Regions from separate parts of the Danio rerio genome. Here region 2 is linked to region 1. Evidence: chromatin contacts called from public HiChIP or PLAC-seq data. All regions are on one chromosome and are shown on one strand. The core of a region is the stretch at or near the end of the contact, and the rest is flanking DNA. Distances in the headings are between cores, read along the strand shown. Region 1 holds the start of celsr1b (cadherin EGF LAG seven-pass G-type receptor 1b). Region 2 holds the start of kcna1a (potassium voltage-gated channel, shaker-related subfamily, member 1a).

Region 1 (6,527 bases), core at 1,299-3,798:
TGGCACTGATGACAACGACAGTGGAGCCTACAGGCCGGTCTTCGCTTACTAATACCTGGTAGTTGGCACTTTGAAATACTGGTCTGTGGGTGTTGGCATCAGTCACATTAATAAAAACTTGAGTTGTGTCATGGCGTGTACCATCTGAGGCAGTAATTGTTAGTAGATACTGCCGTTCTTGCTTGTAATCCAGAGGTAATGCTAAAGTGATAAGTCCCCCTCCGCTCTGGCTGCTGATGGCAAACCTGTTCCGTGTGTTCCCACTAGATATTTGGTATGTTACCACACTGTTTACATCCCTGTCTACAGCTGAAACAGTAAGCACACTGGTGCCCACAACTGCATCCTCGTTGACCTTTAGGTTATACAAATGTTGTGTGAAGGTGGGGACATTGTCATTAACATCAAGTATAGTGACACTTACACTAGCTGAAGATGACATTGTGGGAACCCCATGGTCTCTGGCCTCCACTCCAAAACTGTAAAACTCTGTTGTCTCCCTATCCAGTTCAGCGCTAACTGTAACCCATCCTGTGCTGTTATTGATAACAAACGGAAAACCAGGCGATGTGTCAGTCAGCTTGTATTCCAAGTGAGCATTGTCACCTGAATCAGCATCGATGGCTTGAATGTGTATCACAGAGTAACCAATAGGAACATTTTCTAACACTGAGGCTTGAAAGGGTGTGCTAACAAACATGGGGGCATTATCATTAACATCCACCACCTGAATTACAACCATGCCCGTGCCATTGATAAGAGGCGGTCTACCTCCATCTTGTGCCTTCACTCGTAGTGTGTATTCTCTAATCATTTCATAATCTAAAGGGCTGACAACATCAATGACCCCAGTAGGGGAGTGTATGTAAAACTGACCCTTTATGTTCCCATTTATGATGCTGTAATGCACTTTAGCATTGTTCCCCGCATCTTTATCAGTAGCCTTCACCACAGCTACTTGTGTGTTGACAGCAATGTTTTCTGAAACTTGAACTACATATCGTTTCTCACTAAACTGAGGGTAATTGTCGTTCTCATCCTCTATAAAAATATGCACTGTAGCTGTGGCGGTACGTGGACCAGGCTCTCTGCCCTGATCATTGGCTTCAACAAAAAGCTTGTACTGAGATTTGACTTCTCTGTCAGGTCTGACTTTGGTTCTGACCAACCCATTCCTTGGATCAATTTCAAAGCATGAGTTTACCTCATCATCATTCACAATCTTATAAATCATATTGGCATTTGAAGGGGCGTCTCCATCAGTAGCTCTAATAGTCATAACTTCAAAACCTACCTCTACATTTTCTCGAACATTAACCCTGTATTCATTCTGCTCAAAAACTGGAGAATGGTCATTAGTGTCGCTGACTGTGATAGTGAGGTAGGCAATAGCTGATCTTTTAGGGATCCCCTTATCAGTAGCAGTAACTTTAAACACATGGGTATCTTTAACTTCCCTGTCTAGAGGTTGTAAAGTCGTTATACCACCCGTTTCAGGGTTTATTTGAAATAAATTGTTAGACCTGCTGTCAAATAGAGCTTCCATGTCGTATACAACAACACCAGCATCTCCGTCATCGGCATCGAAGGCTTTGAGTGTAATGACACGCGTCCCCGAGGGCTCGTTCTCGGGCACTGATACCTGGTAGTTTGGCAGTTGAAACTGAGGAGCGGAGTTCACGTTTCTTTTTTGACGTTTAGCCCACGGGTCAAAATCACTTCCAGTGTATTTTCTATTTAAATGTAACTTAACGTCGACATATAAAGAGCTATTCACAGAGTTAGGCATTAAACAAATCAAATTCGCCTCATCTCGCTGATTGTGAGGTAAACATCGGTTTGTGAGGGGAGAAACACGCCGTTGGGTTTTCTCAACACACCTACCACGAAACATCTGAGAATTCCGCATAGAAACAGGTAAACTTTCGTAAATGTTTATAGGTAAGGAGTCTAAAGACAAACACGAATCATATCCAGTCACGACATACATATAAGCATCTGGAGTCAGGTTTTTTCTTTTGTATTTGATGTAGCAGTTCTGACCATGCACAAATGTGTTGAAATGAAGCAGTATGAAGTTTTCAGAAAGCTGTGGTTTAATCCGCAAATACATTGGCACTGGATTTCTCGGCAAACGAGCGCAGTCAAATTTCCGCGCGAGTAAAAGAAGCCCATCACTTCTCCCGATCTTCAGAAAGTGTCGAAAAGACTTATCTGTGAGACTTCTGTCGATTCTGTACGTCCATTCTGGTCCGATTGATACATTTGCCAGATTTGCACCAGGTTTGAGTGTTTCCGATAGATGCAGATCCAAGCATCCAAAAGGTGAGAGATGAAGTAGTAATCCGAAGCACATCCATATCACTGGTAATTCCATGGCTCACGCGCATCTCATTGGGAAAATTAGTCCAAACGATCCAGAAGGTCTGCAGTTCGCAAAATTCCAACCATTCCTGTAACGTGGAAGTGCACATTGGGTCAAGGCATGTTTCTGAGTGCAGAGCGACAGGACCAGAGAGCTGCACTGATAACTTTTAATGAGTAAGATGGCTCTTCTCTTCCCCTCCCACAGTTTGCATGGAGCTGCTCGTGCATTGTGATTTTGAAATACCCAATGAGCTCAGCCGAAGAGCTTGCTTTCTTGGCTATTGAAGTAGGCTACAATGCTTAAGTTTAAATAAAAGCAAGAAATTTACCTTTTAAAAGTTTTTTTTTCATGGTATCTTAATGTAGCCTATAATGTGTTTCTGAAAAAAGTTCAGAATAAAACTAAAATAGATAAAAACTTTTAAATAGAAAACTAGAAAATCTTACATGAATTGTTGTTTATAAAATAATAATCCATCAACAAAACCCATCATAAAAATTCTGTATACCAAATGAAAAATCGACATTTGGAGTTATTTTTTAAGAGTTTAAAAATATTATGCAGTGCTCAGCATGATTGAGTAAACCCCTTTTTGAAAATTTATATTTTTATCCATTTCTCAGTGAATATAGGCAATGTATTTTGGTGTAATTAAACAAAAAATATTTTAATAAACTGATATATTTATTAAAATATTTTTAGTCAACAAACATATTTAGAAATTGAAAAATAACACAAATTAATTCAAGTAAAATAATGCAAAAAAAGTTACAACCTACATTTTCAACTAAATTGTTCAAATGTTGCCTCTCTTGATTTTTCCTCTTTCTTAAATTTGTATTGAATATTTTTCTATAACATAAATTTGGGTGTACTAGTTTTTGGACCTAGGCGAGGTAGTGGCGCAGTAGGTAGTGCTGTCGCCTCACAGCAAGAAGGTCGCTGGTTCAAGCCTCGGCTCAGTTGGCATTTTTGTGTGGAGTTTGCATGTTTTCCCTGCGTTTGCATGGGTTTCCTCCGGGTGCTCCGGTTTCCCCCACAGTCCAAAGACATGCGGTACAGGTGAATTGAATAGGCTAAATTGTCCATAGTGTATGAGTGTGTGAATGTGTGTGGATGTTTACCAGAAATGGGTTGCGGCTGAAAGGGCATCCGCTGCGTAAAAACTTGCTGGATAAGTTGGCGGTTCATTCCGCTGTGGTGACCCTGGATTAATAAAGGGACTAAGCCGACAAGAAAATGAATGAATGAATGAATAGTTTTTAGACCGTTATCGTCAGTTATTTTGATAGATAATTTCTAGATTTGGCTTCAGTACCAACTAATCTAATGTACATGCACAAATATAATATTGTATAGCTTCCTATTAAAAATATGACTTAAAAAGATAGATTTGTGAGGGGTATATATATGCTGAACACTATATGCATTTTTATGCTATGAATAAAGCCATTGTTATCCATGGTAGAATAAAGATAAAGTAATTATATAAAGTAACTGGTTGTCAGTTTCTAACATTCTTCAAATTATTTTCTTTTGTGTTCAACTGCTGAAAATGAAGTGAATGGCAGTTTGTTGTTTTCTTTTTAAGCACTGCAAAAACAGTCAATGGGAAACGAAAGAAAAGCTTTGTTTATCCAGAGGGAAATAGATTTCATTTTCCACTCTTTTTTTCATTTAAGATAAAACTGCATAAAATGGAACTTGTGCTCACTTATAATAGCAGTGATCTAGTGCAGATCTTGGCTGAGTGCGCCCTCATGTGGATATTTAGTGATTTAGTAATATTTCTCTCACCACATCTACATTTTTTTTGGTCTGGATACACAGCCACAAGTATTTGAAATAAATAACATGGTATTAGTGTTTCACACTAAGTGGCAACTAAAGACAGCACATGCACACGTTAAGCAAAATTTGCACAAAATAATTGAAACAACCTATGAAGATTGTGGAAGATTCCTTAGTTAATTTGATGAACCACACCTATGGTTTCTCTTCTAGTAACAACTTGAAAAGGACTTATTTAATGCTAAATGGCTTAAATAAAATAATTAGAGAAAAATGGCTAAGTAAATTAAATGAGTTCTGCAATAAGGAACAGAATTGTTTATTTTACATTACTGGGGTTAAAGTGTCTATCTTTTTAAGCACATTGACACAATAGATGCAGTGGTTGGAGGGAAAACAACACACTTAAGTGTTAGTTTGAATAAAATATACAGGACTGCACTGTAAGCCACATGTCAAATCCCTGACTTTCACTGAATAAAAAGCTGAATTTCCATCAGCTATAATGAACAGAAAAACATGCAGCTGTAGTTTGGAGCTTAGCTAAACAGCCACAGACAGTATTTTCACAGCCTGGTGGCTGGATTTGACTTAAGTGATCGCTGGTTGACAAGTGAGAAATGAATAAAACGGCACTGAAAAATAGTCTAAATATAGCAGGCAAAACACGTGAAACATCGCCACATAGAAAAATTACATTTTCATTAGGACTGCTTGATATTGAAAAACATTTGTATTAATACAATTTTACTATGACAAAAACATTTATAATTTTCGATTGATTTGGGATGATTCTGTATAGTAGGCCCGTAGCAAGCCTAGTGAAAAGGTGGTTCTAGTTTCTCAAAAAGTGGACCTTATTGCAGTTATTGAACTCATTTTCTATTTAATTATGAGGTTTTAATACTGCATTTTAGTAAGATTCTAGGCTTTTATTTATTTATTTATTTTTTTTGCTGAATTAGCTTGCCAGATGGCCACACTTTTTGATGTACCGTAACGTTTACCAAAGATTCAGAATAAAGAAATGTGAAGAGGTTACTTATTTTAAGCTGCTTTATGATATATAACTGGGGGGAAAATAGCAATTTTTGGCCTATTGTAATTTATTACGCAAAAAACAAACTGGGCAACACATTCAGCTTTTCCTCACAATTTGGCCATTAGAATAATAAAAATACATAAATAAATAACAATAATAATAATAATAATAATGCAGAGTGCCACAATTGTTCTAGCTTTTCTTGTAAAGAAAAAGTACATTTGAAAATTCATAGATAACAACAACAGCCATAAGTATTAATATGGCCGTTTTTGGTGCTTTGGAACTTTTTATGGGTCATTTTTCTCTTTCAAGAATAAGGTCCAAGATTTAGAATAAAAGTTACTTGTAATTTTTTTTTCTCTATAACAAGAAAACAGTGAAAGTTGACTTTACTTGCATCAGGTTCTGCTTGGTCTTAAAGCCTTTTTCAATGGGTTATTTTGATAACTTATGATGGCACAGCAAAATAGGACAATTGAGCTCATGTATGGGACAAATACAGGACCTTTGTCAGTGGGGGAGTGGACCATTTGAACCACCGGAAACCCCCCTCGGCTACGGGCCTGGGTGGGAACCCTGAAAATATACACCTTCACAAATGTTTTTGTCTCTGTGTTTGACCAGTATTTTGTGCTTTAAATACAAATAATGTTTCTTTAAATGCTGTAGACAGGTTTAAAAACGCACATTATACATTTGCCAACTTTGAAAAATGGCTACAGAGGAATATCATAATAATAAAATTACAAACTTAATAATTTTAGACAAACACCTTCAAAGTTCATCAGTTAATTACAAAATTAAACAAACTGCACAATGAAACAGTCTGAAGAAAAAAAAAAAGTTTCCATCAGACATCAACTATGAAATTCAAATGTGTAGTCTAGAACTAACTCAACTGTTTACTCGGCTAGAACATACATTATATGAAAAATCTTTGCTAGAGACATGTGATGTAGTCCAGCATTCACAAACTAAATTTTTAATTACGCAAATTAGTTCACCCAAAATTAAAATTCTTTCAAATATATATTTTTTTGTTTAACACAAAAGTCATGGAAAGCTGGAGTGGCATGAAGGTGAATAAATGAAAATTTCATCCATTAATGTTTATCATCTGTTTATCAAAAAAAAAAAAAAAAAATAGATCTTCCACAACTTTCTAAGTTCTGTTAAAGATTACATTTTATAGGATAATAAAAACACGATATTTACTTTTTCATTCTTCAACACATGAATTTAATAATAATGGTTAAAGAGTTCATATTGAGTACTATACATTTAAGTCAATAAAGAGCATTATTAATGTGTTCTAGAATGAAC
Region 2 (6,527 bases), core at 2,134-4,633, 200 kb before region 1:
TATATTTTGTCACATTTCAGAAAATATCAAGGAATCGATGTCCCTAGTTTCCCTGATTGTAACAATGACACCCTTATGAGGTATCTCAATTGCAACAAGCTGTATTATACCGATGTCATGCATTAAATATACTAGGATACACAGTACCTTAGTTGATTAGGCCATAATGCAGGTTCTTCTGACATGCTATGATATCATTAAGATTCTGTTTCCCATAAGGTTAAACATTCAGTCTTTAAATACACCTAAATGATTAGCATCTCAAATCATGACACACTAGTGCACTTTTCATGGCGACCAATGAGAGGAGGTCGATGTAGAGGGGAGCTGATGGAGCTGAACACAAAAATTTCAAAAGCAAAAAAGGAATGGATTTCCTATCTTCATGAGGTAATGTCCGACGCATGCCAATATCAAAATGAGGATAATCTAAACATGCTAACTATGAGGCTCCTCCTTCGGCATTGTGCTGTCTTATATCTAAAGGGCATGGCATTTAATCACTTGGTGATATCTAAATTACAGCATCTGCTGGAAAATAGCAGCAATGCGGATGTCCATGAGGCGATGACCTTGGCCTCCGTAGCATCCCAGCAGAAGATAAGTCTTGTTCATATAAGGTGCTTTGCTGGTCAGTTGGGGAAGACCACCTACGGATGAGGCGTCCACCGAACACTGCACTTGGTCTTTTATGCACTTTCCCAGATGCAGTGTGCAGCTTGCTGAAATGTAGTCTGTAGTCCATGCGTGATGTTTTAGTAATCCCGCCGTCGAGAGTCCTTCAATGCCCATGGACGCTAGCTAGATGCTTGAGGAGGCTTTTTTCTCATTCATCCTCTTTGGAAATGTATATACTGAATTGTCTGCCTCATTTGTTGCAGTTATGTTCTAAATGTTTTGGTGTAGTATTTTTCTTTCGTCTGCATTGTAGAGTTATTCGCATTGCAAGGGCTCACGAGAGGAGGTAAAGTAAGCATTCATATGTGACTTCAGTCAGCACGTGACTTTTCAACTGTGCCTCTAGACATCGGTTAGCAGCTTACTTTTGTTCACACAGTTCTGATTGGGGATAGTGCAGTTGCCAGTTCTGAGGTTGGCCTCTCTGAAATTGTCGATGCTGTTGTTTATGTCTCCATCTATCTCCATGTACTCAGACTTGCTGACGGTTGAGGAGCTTCGGCGACTAGAGTTTGAATCGGAGGCAATGTTCGGGTTGCTCACGTTCAGGAGTTGGGCCTGCTCCTCTCCTTCGGTTTCTCTATGATAGAAATAGTTGAAGTTGGACACAATGACTGGCACGGGGAGGGCAATGGTCAGCACACCAGCGATGGCGCACAGGGAACCCACAATCTTGCCCCCGATGGTCACTGGGACCATGTCCCCGTAGCCTACGGTAGTCATTGACACAACTGCCCACCAGAATGCATCTGGGATGCTGCTGAAGTAGGACTCCTTTTCCTCTGCTTCTGCAAAATACACAGCACTGGAGAACAATATGACGCCAATGAAGAGGAAGAAAATAAGCAATCCGAGCTCTCGCATACTGGCTTTGAGGGTCTGCCCTAAAATCTGAAGGCCTTTGGAGTGCCTGGACAGCTTGAAGATTCTGAACACCCTGACCAGACGGATCACCCTGAGGATGGCCAGTGATGTTGCCTGCTCGCCCTTTCCCTCTTTTCCGTCTTGTTCCTCTGCTAACTCTGTGCCCAGCGTGATGAAGTAAGGGATAATAGCCACAATGTCAATGGTGTTCATCATGTTCTTAAAGAAGGCCGCTTTGCTTGGGCAAGCAAAGAAGCGCACTATCAATTCGAATGAAAACCAGATAATGCAGAGGGTCTCAATGATGAAGAATGGATCGGCCAGAATGCTAGGTTTGTAGTAGTATGTGGTGTTGCCTATAATCTTTATACGCCCCTCAGGGTCCTCTTTCAGTTCAGGTAAAGTCTCCAAACAGAAAATGACGATGGAAATTAAAATGACCATAACAGACACAATAGCAATTCCTCTGGCTGGCCCTGAGCTCTCAGGATGCTCAAACAGGAGCCAGATTTGTCGCTGAAACTCTTTCTCTGGTAAAGGTCGCTCCTCCTCACGGATAAAGCCCTCATCCTCACGAAACTTCTCCATTGCCTCCACCCCAAGTTCATAGAACTTAATTTCTTCTGAGAACATATCCAACGGGACATTCGCCGGCCTTCTCAGTCGTCCGCCGGACTGATAATAGTACAGGATGGCATCAAAGCTCGGACGATTTCTGTCAAAGAAGTACTCGTTTCTCAAGGGATCGAAATAACGCATCCGCTTCTTTGGGTTACCTAAGAGAGTCTCTGGGAACTGGGCGAGAGTTTTAAGCTGCGTCTCGAATCGCAGGCCCGCTATATTGATGACCACCCGTTCACAGCATTCATGATCGTCATGGTCAGGGGGGTATGTGTCCTGCGGATGCCCCGGCACGGCAGAGGTCTCATCCATGTTGTCCCCAGCCACAACTGTCATCCTGCAGGTCAAAGTTGAAGCTCCGCAGGAGTTAATTTAATGAAGTAGACATCCAATTGCCCTCCCAAAGGCGTTGCTTTCCTTCCTTTTCTCCAGTTCTTCAAATATATCCTGGTACAGAGTATAACTTGTTCTTTTCTTCAGCGTGGCCCCACTGCAGTTGTCACTGATTCGACCATCGTTCCTTTCCACTGCATCCACTTCGGCTGCCTCTGTCACCGAGTCAGAGAAAAATGGATCGAACAGCGGCGATATTTGCTTGCTCAGCAAGTTCACACTACTTATTTATTTATCTACTCATAATAATATGTATGAATATAAATCAGAGAAGTGAACAGCCTTAAGGGTGCACTTCTGACTCATTATGCTGTTTTAAGCTATTGAAAAGACGTGACAGGACAGTATTGCCACATAGTACATGCAGTCTACTTTTCACTACATGCAGCAACATATTACAGAATAGCTCAATTACATGTTTAAGTGAATAAATCATGAGGAAAACACGGCTTTCACTTCATGCTTATTAAGTGCTCACCTCGTTACTGAAGGAATGCGTCTTCTGCCGGCTGTCTCCTGTCAGCAATGCACCCTCAAGTCCTTTTTGCTGCATGAAAAAGGCTTCTTCACATCTTCTCACTTTCAGACCGTTCGACTGCGGTCCATAAATGTCACATCCATAACGCAAAACGACTCACGACATTCGCAAACGATCAAATAGCAATAAAATAAATATGGCTTAAACAAGATGCCTTACGAAGCTGCTTCACATTCAGTTGAAACCTGTGCTAAAAGACTGAAAAGGCTGAAAAGAAAAACATCAAGCCGCAACGTCCTCCCTCCGCTCCTGCTCGTGCGGCGGCACCTTGGTGTAAATGGCTTATACTGCATGAGAAATTGTAATGCTGCAGCTCAGCTCAGGCGGGAGATACATTAAGGGGGCAAAAGCGAACCATACCATTTCCAGACATCACTGCATCAGCAAAATTTCCCTCTTACGAGTAGACAAGATGACGAGCGGTCTGTTTTATCGGGACGCACTGACAGGGGGGTATGGAAGCGAAAGGCTTCTTAAAGGAGAGATCAATAAGCGGAGAGGGAATAATTCCTTAATCATGCCCAACATATTGTTGCACTGTATTGCACATGGGAGCGGGATGGGGGAGGGGAGGCTTCGACGCAATGCAGACCGCGCGTGGCCACAAGTGCCTGTCCACGCAGTGCGCGAGAGCATTTATGTGCCAACACTGGCGCAGTATCTGATTCGCCGAGCACTAATGTGCACAGAGACTTTAACTGACCACACTCGCCAATAACCACAATAAAAAGACGACTTCTCTCTGGTGCTCTGGAATACTGCGACTTTTTCATTTTTTTCCAGCCCAAAAGAGTCATGAAGGCGCGCGGCTCATGCGTGTTGTTGGAGAGTGGATCGTGCGGGGGCTGCTCGGCATATTTATAGAATATCGTGGGTGTTTGTACTCTGATGGACGGCGATTTTTGCAGCACTTCGCTTATAGAGCTCTTTCCAGCAATCGCCGATTAAGAGCATTTAGTCTTTTTATACATGTAACCTTCAGTTTACCTCAAGAATTAACTGGATTTATTTTAGTACTTGAAATGTTTTGAATTGTGAGTCATTTCTGTCATTAATTGTAGTAGTAGAATCACCTTTTATATTTCACCAATTTATGAAAAAAATATTGAAAGCGTTTGAGATATGAAATGACAGGAAAAAGATTTTTTTCATAAATGTATTCCTGTCTAGGGTTGTACATTTTGCTGCACAAATTTGATTAAAAATATGATTAGGCCATTTATTACTATTTCTATTGATTATCATAGCTTCTAGAAAGTTGAAAACAGTTGGGCTATATTTTATACTTATTTTGACTTGTCCAAAACGTGCCTTTACAAAATAAAAATAAATTTAGTATTAGTATTTATCTATTTACTTGTTTATTTAAACCGTTATAACCTCCCCATATATTAAAATGCAGTATTTTGGAACATATTTTGGAATATATACATATTTACACACACACACACACACACACACACACACACACACACACACACACACACACACACATACAGTTGAAGTCTGAATTATTAGCCCCCCTGTTTATCCCCCCCCCCCATTTTAGTTTAATCGAGAGATTTTTTTCAACACATTTTAAAACATAATAGTTTTAATAACTCGTTTCTAATAACTGATTTATTTTATCTTTGCCATGATTACAGTAAAAAATATTACACTAGATATTTTCCAAGACCCTTCTATACAGCTTAAGGTGACATTTAAAGACTTAACTATTATTAACTTGGCAGGTTAGGGTAATTAGGCAAGTTATTGTATTACAATGGTTTGTTTTGTAAACTTTATATTTATAAAATTGCTTAAAGGGGCTAAAATAGTTTTAAATAAAAAAAAAACTGCTTTTATTCTAGTCGAAATAAATGAAAAAAATATATATCAGACATACTGTGAAAATTTTCTTTGCTCTGTTTAACATAATTTGGGAAATATTTAAAAAAGAAAAAAAAATCAAAGGGGGGGCTAATAATTCTGACTTCAACTGTATGTGTACATAAATTCTGGAGACTCGCACATTCCAAAGAACTACAAAAAGAAAAGTTCAACATTAATAAGCATAACCAAATTTAATAATCATCAAACTCCTACTTATGTGATTTACCATGAAACAATGCAATATAATTCTGATTATGACGATGATGTAATAATACTTAATAAAATCCAGTGTAGAGATGGTGGTTTCCTACAACTCACCAGCAGGTGGCGTGCAAACACCATCAAAGCATGTAAAGTTGGAAATAACTGATCTGTCACCATTTTTGTAAGGAAAAAATAACACAACGCAAGACTTAAGTCAGCGATGGAAAGATTTAATTAAGGCGAGACACTAGAGCAAAACGTTTTTTTGGGCTATTTGGCTTTTTATTAAACAATTTTCAGTCTTGTGTAAAGAAAATATCCAAAATACACTTTAGTTAGGCCTACTATACACACTAAATATCGTATACATTACACTTTATCTTACAAAAAAATGTGAAACTGTTTTTTTTCTTCGCAGTATAATTTTAATTATTGAGTGATACATTGAAAATTGACGAAATATCCTCTGTAAAAATAGAATATTCTAATACAGCAAAAAAAGAGAGAATTCTGAACCTAACTTAATCCAATGTTAACATTTTTCTAGGCATATTGTACATGCAAGCAATTGAACACGTATTTTATTAAATGACCCATTTGCAGAGTCAAACAGCATTTTAGAAAGCGTGTGTCTTGCCCTCAAATAAACCTAAATATAAGTAAATAAGATTACTTATTTGAACTACAATATGACTTCTAAAACCCGCAGTTATATATTATATTATACTTAATTATCAATTAGACGTGTACAGTGTTTGCAAGAGTACTAATTGTGAATCCTCCAAGTTCAAGTTTTCATCCTCAGCAGAATGAGCTCTTAACAGCTAAATATCATGAATAAGAAATGGCCTGGCCTTTTCTCCCTTCACTTTGCCGCTCGATCACTTCCCCTCAGAATAAAGTATAAGCTACATGTACAGTACTTTGGCTGAGCAGAGATCAGTTCAATCAACATAAACGCATGAGCGGTCATTAATCAGAGCTGTCTGAAGTGTTACAGGGTCCACATGATATACATAACTGATATTTGCAAGCTTTTGTTTCAGTTGAAAATAAGTTTATTTAAAAAAAAAACAGTTCCCCTTTTAAGCACCACAATATTCAGGAATATTCAGTTCTTTGTTTGGATCGTTAGCATATTACTATGTTTAAGGTATTACAATGCTATTTTACATCATCGCTGAGTTATATAGGATACATATTCTACAATTATAAAAGAAACTGGTCAAAATGAAATGTAAAATATCTCTGAGATGATCTACTTTTGATCAATCCACTGTTTGCATGATTATACAATAAGTTTTAATAAAAAAACATTTTTGTAGTAATTAAATATTAAAACTTTTATTTTCAT

The links. HiChIP or PLAC-seq counts read pairs in DNA pulled down with a chosen protein or histone mark.
Region 2: an H3K4me3 HiChIP or PLAC-seq map of gastrula embryo shows a contact between it and region 1, with 4 times the contacts expected there. The contact joins the promoter of kcna1a here to the promoter of celsr1b in region 1. A contact is called at or near these places in 7 of 18 Hi-C or Micro-C datasets (caudal fin, embryo, fibroblasts and 2 more) and 2 of 4 datasets of contacts at active chromatin or transcription factors (embryo and gastrula embryo).

Annotation. Positions count from the first base shown.
Region 1 is chr25:21,001,625-21,008,151 of GRCz12tu, reverse strand. celsr1b (cadherin EGF LAG seven-pass G-type receptor 1b) reads right to left here and starts at 2,548. Exons shown (of 35, transcript XM_001920737.6): 1 at 1-2,548. The coding sequence starts at 2,377.
Region 2 is chr25:21,203,903-21,210,429 of GRCz12tu, reverse strand. It overlaps kcna1a (potassium voltage-gated channel, shaker-related subfamily, member 1a), which reads right to left and starts at 3,383. Exons shown (of 2, transcript XM_005163044.5): 1 at 3,035-3,383; 2 at 1-2,711. The coding sequence starts at 2,499. The coding sequence ends at 1,021. It also overlaps a transcript of kcna6a not described here.